Regions from separate parts of the Mus musculus genome. Here region 1 is linked to region 2. The links are chromatin contacts, called in public Hi-C maps. All regions are on one chromosome and are shown on one strand. Each heading gives the region's core, a stretch centred on a gene start, on an enhancer-like site or on the middle of the called end of the contact. The rest is flanking DNA. Distances are from core to core; before and after follow the strand shown. Region 1 holds the start of Dcbld1 (discoidin, CUB and LCCL domain containing 1). Region 2 has its middle 94 kb from the start of Gm23906.

The links. Hi-C and Micro-C count contacts between places; a contact is called where the count stands out from the background.
Region 1: a Hi-C map of muscle stem cells shows a contact between it and region 2, with 4 times the contacts expected there. The contact joins the promoter of Dcbld1 here to the enhancer-like site in region 2. A contact is called at or near these places in 4 of 39 promoter capture datasets (the 3T3-L1 cell line, cranial neural crest, frontonasal cranial neural crest and 1 more), 3 of 484 Hi-C or Micro-C datasets (adipose-derived mesenchymal stem cells, cerebral cortex and muscle stem cells) and 2 of 115 datasets of contacts at active chromatin or transcription factors (astrocytes and forebrain).

Annotation. Positions count from the first base shown.
Region 1 is chr10:52,232,076-52,235,150 of GRCm38.p6, forward strand. Dcbld1 (discoidin, CUB and LCCL domain containing 1) reads left to right here and starts at 1,544. Exons shown (of 11, transcript NM_025705.4): 1 at 1,544-1,760. The coding sequence starts at 1,676.
Region 2 is chr10:51,792,658-51,795,779 of GRCm38.p6, forward strand. No RefSeq gene overlaps it. Among named protein-coding and RNA genes, the nearest start is that of Gm23906, 94 kb to the right of the region's middle. Within about 2 kb of position 1,429, at least 2 of the 459 cell types and tissues checked have an H3K27ac peak or open chromatin away from gene starts, as enhancers often do. A contact at or near this core is called in muscle stem cells, where this site is marked.

The DNA.
Region 1 (3,075 bases), core at 294-2,793, 440 kb after region 2:
CTGTGTCAAGTTGACACAAAACCAGCCAGGACATATACATATTTATTTCCTCTCTATGACAACTGGGGAAGAGTTAACATGAAGGCAAGCGAATGTGTCCCAGTCAGAGACTGGCTCTACACTCAGATCTAAGAAAGGCTCAGTTGGAAAGCTGTAAGTCTTTCCTCTGAGGTTGCCATAAAGGAAGGTGCAAAGTCCACTGCCAAATCACACTTGGAATCTCAAAAGTTAAAGTGTAAACCAGGCAGGATATGAAGGCCTGCCTGTATTCCCCTATCTCAGAGGTGGGGGAAGAAGGTTCAGGAGTTCCAAGGTCAGCCTCCGGCTACTTAGCAAACTACTCAATACCAGCCAGGAAGACAAGAGAAGCCCTCAGAACACAGACGATAAACCTCAATCTCAAAACAACAAAACATTTTTAAGGCAAAAAGTTATCCTACCTGTCAGCTTAGGCTTGGAGTTGGAGAAAATTCCAAAGGTCACTTGGCCTTGGAGGGTCTGATCTTCCTCAGCTGCCGAGACCACCCCACCCCGACGCACTCTAGATGTAATAATTCCCAGAGGCCACGAGGTGGTGTGTGAGTTAGAGCTAAGGTTGTGGCCACGCAGAGGAAAGTCACGGGGGGGACCTAAAGGTGACAGTCCTTAAAACGAGTATTAACCGTTTCTCTGTTCAATTTGACGACCAGGACTCCAATTGAACGACCCAGTAATGGGCTCTAAACTCCTCCGCGGTCCATCGAACCTAATCTCAAGACTTTCCCACCACCTCAGAGAGCGCCTCAAACATTGCTCAGTCTGAAGTTTTCCAGACTGCTCTGGGGACTCTGCAGTTTACATATCTCTTACTGGTCCTACTCTGCACGTCTTTTCCCACATCTGGCCAGGCACCCACCTGTCTACTGAGCTTCAGCTCCAACTGGCCCCTTCCCGCCCTTTAATCCTCTGAACAACCTGGGCACGAACTCAGCTCTCTGTCTTTTACTCTCGCTTTGCTCCCAGCTGCCTTTTCACCATCCAATTAGATCTCTCCAAATGTGCTCCAAATATACTGTCCATGTTACAGACTGCAGTTTGTAGTGAGCGATTATTTCTAAGCTCTGCAAATGCCGAGTGAATTTAAGCACCCAGCCGCGTAGAAAGTTGAGTTAAACAACGGAATGAATGAAGAGAGAGAGAGAGAGAGATGGAGAGAGAGAGAGAATGAATGAATGAATGAATGAATGGACTTGAACTGCCATCATCCCATCAGATTTCAGATGCCTTGCATAGCCTTGGCAGACCAGCTCTAGGGTAGAGCTGACAAACTGCCAGAGGGGCGGAGTCTCGGTGAACCCCCGGGCTCTGGCGAGCCTGCGTGCCAGGTGAATTTTTGATTTTCATTTTCTAGTGAATCCGGGCAGGTGGCGCGGGGGCGGGGTGGGGTGAGGGGGAAACTGGGCGCCCCCCTTGGGAGACCGGTGGTGCGGCTGATCACCCCGGGGAGGGGGCGGGGCGGGGCGGGGCAGGGCGGGGAGGACACGCCCTCTCGCGGGCGCGGGCCGCCCAGAGGGATCTGTGCCGTGTGCCCGCGCCGCGCCGGGCCGGGCCGCGAAGGAGGCTGCCCTAGGCGGGCAGCGGCAGTGTAGAGCCGGGCCGGGAGGCCGATCCTGCGGGTCTGGAGTCCGGCGGGACCATGGGGACCGGGGCTGGTGGGCCGAGTGTCCTGGCGCTGCTGTTCGCCGTGTGTGCTCCGCTCCGGTTGCAGGCGGAGGAGCTGGGTGAGTGGGGGACTCGGGGCTCCGGGAGGGCTGTGTTGTGGGCCTCGGGGGAGCCTGGCGAGAGGCGGGCGGTCTCCGCCAGGCGGGGGATGGATTGAAGTCAGAGGGTGCATTTCGGATCGCGCCCCGATACTCTTTCCTTCCCCCCCATAAACGAGCCCGGCAGCTTGGCGCCTGTTCCCCGGCTGCCTTCGCGGTGTCCCCGCCCGGCCGGCCACTTAGTTCCCAGATTTCCCGACCCTTCCCGGCGGGTGCGAGTGGCCTGGCCCCGGGTGCTCGCCCGGCGTTGCCCCGCCAGCTCCTAGTCTCTGCCTGCAAGAGGGGGTTCTTCTGCGAGGCTGCCCCGGAGCCGACTGCAAACAGGGCCCCCGTTGCCTCACGCGTGTCCGGTGGTGATCGGAGTTGGAACCTTGCGACTCTGGTCCCTCAAGGGTATTTGAGCGAGTCGACTGCGGCCCAGGCTGCTTTTCCTCGGTAGCTGATCTTTGGCTTCCAGCGCCACCGAATTTTCTCTCAGACCACCAGATTAAGGCAGGAAACTGGTTTCCCAGCCCTACATGGCCCTACTCCATTAATCTGCTTTAATTAGTTCTCCTTGGATAGGACGAGCCACCTTTCTGTGGGTTCTCCCCCCCACCCCCCACCCTTTTCGGGTTTTGTTCCTCTCCTCCTGCCTTTGCTCCTCTGTAACTGGGGTTAATTAATGGCAGTGAGTTTATGCAGAATACTTGAATACCGCCCCCGCCCCCGCTATGCTTTCTGGGGGAACAGAAATCGAAGCTAAACTCATCGCTGGATTTTTTTTTTTTCATTGAACAATGTATTCGTTCACCCAAACATTCAGCAAGTTGATAGCATTAAAAAAAAGTGAAGTTATTTTGTTTAGAGTTACGGTAACACAGTCTAACGTGTGTTAGAATTGCACTGTGTAAGGTTTTATGAATGCTTTATAAACATGCTGTTTTGTTTGAGTTTTGGCGGCGCTCGGGAACTTGTGCAAGGCAAGCCTTTCAACAACCAAACTATATTCCAGTCATTGGATGTCTTAATAACTGAAGACACTTTCTCAAGTCGATATTTGAAACTGTAACATTCTACATTTATTTGGTGTGGGTTTTAAAGAAAATTTAGTTTTAGTGATGTGTATTTGTGTGTGGGTTGAGATGTACACGTTGAGTGCAGATACCCACCGAGACCATAAGCAACTAGTCTCTTGGACCTGCAGCTACAGGCAGAAGTGAGCCTGAAAGAACAGTATGTGCTTTTAACCTCTGAGACATCCTTGCAACCCCATTTTACATATTTTTATTGAATT
Region 2 (3,122 bases), core at 179-2,678:
CTATCCCGGGAGCTCAAAGAACAAAACCTAGTAAGTCAAGAAAGAATATATCAAGATGTTTCATAGTCCTGTACCTGGAGTGTGAACAGAAAACAAATGGTTACTTATTAATCAGATTCAGTAGATGGAAGATTCTTGATCCAAACCTTCTCATGTATTTGAAACATACAGAAAATGCATATTTTAAAAAGCCTGACTTCATTGATATGAGTAGGATCCCTAAAATAAAAAGAGTTTAGTTCTCCTGAAAAAGATTAGATTAGATCTAAAGTAGCTGTGATTCTTAGAAAAGAGGCTGCAACTGGACAGAAGAGTTTGAGATGGTTTTTATTGAATTTATGCCAACAAATGGATTGTCCTTCCCGCTTACCGCGTTTGCTGTGGATAGATAATGTTTAATAATATTTTTACTAATTTGTTGAGAATGTTATAAAATGTATCTATCAAAATACATTGTGTGAAAATATGATGTTGAAAGTGGAATATCCTCTAAAAACTGAAAAATTCCCAAAACAGGAGTGTAAAAGGGTCTCACTGTGCTGAGACCAATGATTTTTTTCCCCTCTTAGCGTTCCCCTCTTTGAAATAATTTTTTTCTGTATCTTTCTGTAAGTTTGAGTTCTGAGTAAATCTCATAGCCTGAAAGGTGAACACAGCAGAAAACAAAAAATGAAAACACTTATCTTACTCATATACATGTATTGACCATTTTGTAGACAGAAACCACCCCCAATCACATGTGTACATCCTATGGCCACTAACATTTGATTCTGATAAAATAATGCCTTCATTAAAGTTGTCTTCCTTTCCTGCTAAGGATCAAACTCTGGGCCTTGTCTCTTCTGGGTAAGCCCTGAGCAACATCTCTTGCTGACCTAAAAGTTCAGTGCCAGCCACAGAGAACACGGACAACCTAAGTCCAGCTCATATACATCATAATGTTTTGATTGAAGTCACACAAGAGACAAGACAACCCTTGGACTAGACAAACAGCTTTGTACCCACATTTATTTAGTAGCGAGTTGCCTAAAGCATATAAAAGCAGACAGCAAAGACAGCATTCCCCCTCTTAGGAATAATTTTTACTCTTGGCCAAAATGACTTGGTACTGGATCTCTATGGGGGAATGCTTCTCACTGCTAATGATGCCAAGATGTCTGTGTACACATGGCACTCATGCATTAGCGAGATACAATTCAGAGTTAATCGAACGCTCGGGAGTCTTCCTTATAAGGATACAAGAAAAACGAGGATTCCTAATGCCACTTTGGGAACACTGTTGCCCAAGCCTTCTGGACTTCTTTCCTATAGTCATGGGAACTATTTGGTCATTTCACTTTAATGTGTAAGAGTCAAGTGACAGCCTAGTTGCTTCGCCATAGGCCGGCAAGCGTAGGATGGAAAACAATTTCAACACTGGCCACCTGGACTCCTGCCCTGAGCCGCGCATTTGTTGTTCATGCATGGACTTTTGGCTAGCTTCTCTGTCAACCATCTGTTGAAAGGGGCATTGTGCCTGCTCAAATGGGACGATGCCACTATTTCTTCCAAGAGTCTCTTGCAAAACAAAACAAACAAACAAACAAACAATGTGTTTTCACAAACTTGCCAAAGTTCCAATCACATTTACCAACTGGGTTTGTAATTTTTGAATATGTCTTTACACTGTTTGTTTTCTTTAAGTCATTACTAAACTTACTTACTTATTCTCCCAGAACACTTTTGGGTTCACAATAAAACTGGGAGGAAAGTACAGAGATATTCCATATATTTGCTGCCCCCATATGTACCTTGGAAAATTCTGATTAAGAAATACTGATCTTTGTGTCTTCATAGACAAAGGGTGACATTCTCCAAAATATGACTCCAGTCTTGATGTCCCTGTGGCACGCAATGACAGTAAATCTGCCTTTTCTGTGACTGGATGCTGGCTATATATGTAGTCACAACTTTCTCCTTTAATATGACCTGAGAAAATGGAGACTACACCTGTCGTCCTGTTAGCTTCAGTGCTACATATGTCTCATCAGTTTCCAGAGATTGCAATATTTGATTTGGAAATCATTGACTACAGTGGCAGCTCGTGTGATCCCTAGTTATCATTAGCAAAGCTGAATGGCACGGAGGCTTCCGGTGTGATGGCTTATTTGTTTATGGGATGCCCAAGAGTCATTTCGCAGAACCTTCAGCCAGACCTTTGTACTTTGGACCCTCAGTACCCCTTTAAGTTTGTCATCTCCCTCTTGAGAGTCAGAACATGTTTTCCCCCAGATTCCTCAGCATCACAGGGTAGAAATTGAGCTTGTTTCCTGGTCTCTGTCGTGTCTCATCTTTCCACCAGAGAGCTAGCTCTCCATGCTTGGCAGCCAAGTTGTGTATCCTTCTCTCTTTGACTGAGGATCATTCCACATTTTGACATCTAGAGTTGAAAACCAAACCATTTAGGAATCAAGCCTAACAAAGCCAGCAGATATTGTCTGAGTGAGCTCTCACTACCAAATCACATGTTTATATACAAAGACTTGTATACAAAGACCAGATTTTATCACTTCTAAGTCTCCTACAAAATTCTAGACAGAAAAATAATAATAGTAATAATTTCTCCTTTCTCCTCTCCTCTCCTCTCCTCTCCTCTCCTCTCCTCTCCTCTCCTCTCCTCTCCTCTCCTCTCCTCTCCTCTCCTCTCCTCTCCTCTTCCCTTCTCTTCTCTTTCCTCCCTTCCTTTCTTTCTTTGGTCGGTTTACTGCTGTTATTTGCTGTTGTTTTTGAGACATGGTTTGGGTCTCTCTATGTAGCCCTGGCTGGCCTCAAACTCACAGAGATCGACATTCCTCTGCTTCCCAGGTGCTGGCATTAAAGTCACGCAGCACTATGCATGACCAAGCAGTGATTTCTTAACTGAGACTAACACTAAATGAAATATGTAAAATTATACTCTCCTTTAAAAGAGTAACATATGTATGACACCACCATCATATTCAAGATTAAATGAATACTAGTAGTTAGATGCTATATAGGAAATGGAGTTCGTAATTTTTCCAAAGGACTACAACAAGCCATAAACCATCTGACATGAGCCACATAGGAGCGTGGGTAGCATTAGTACATTTATCAAAGAGACA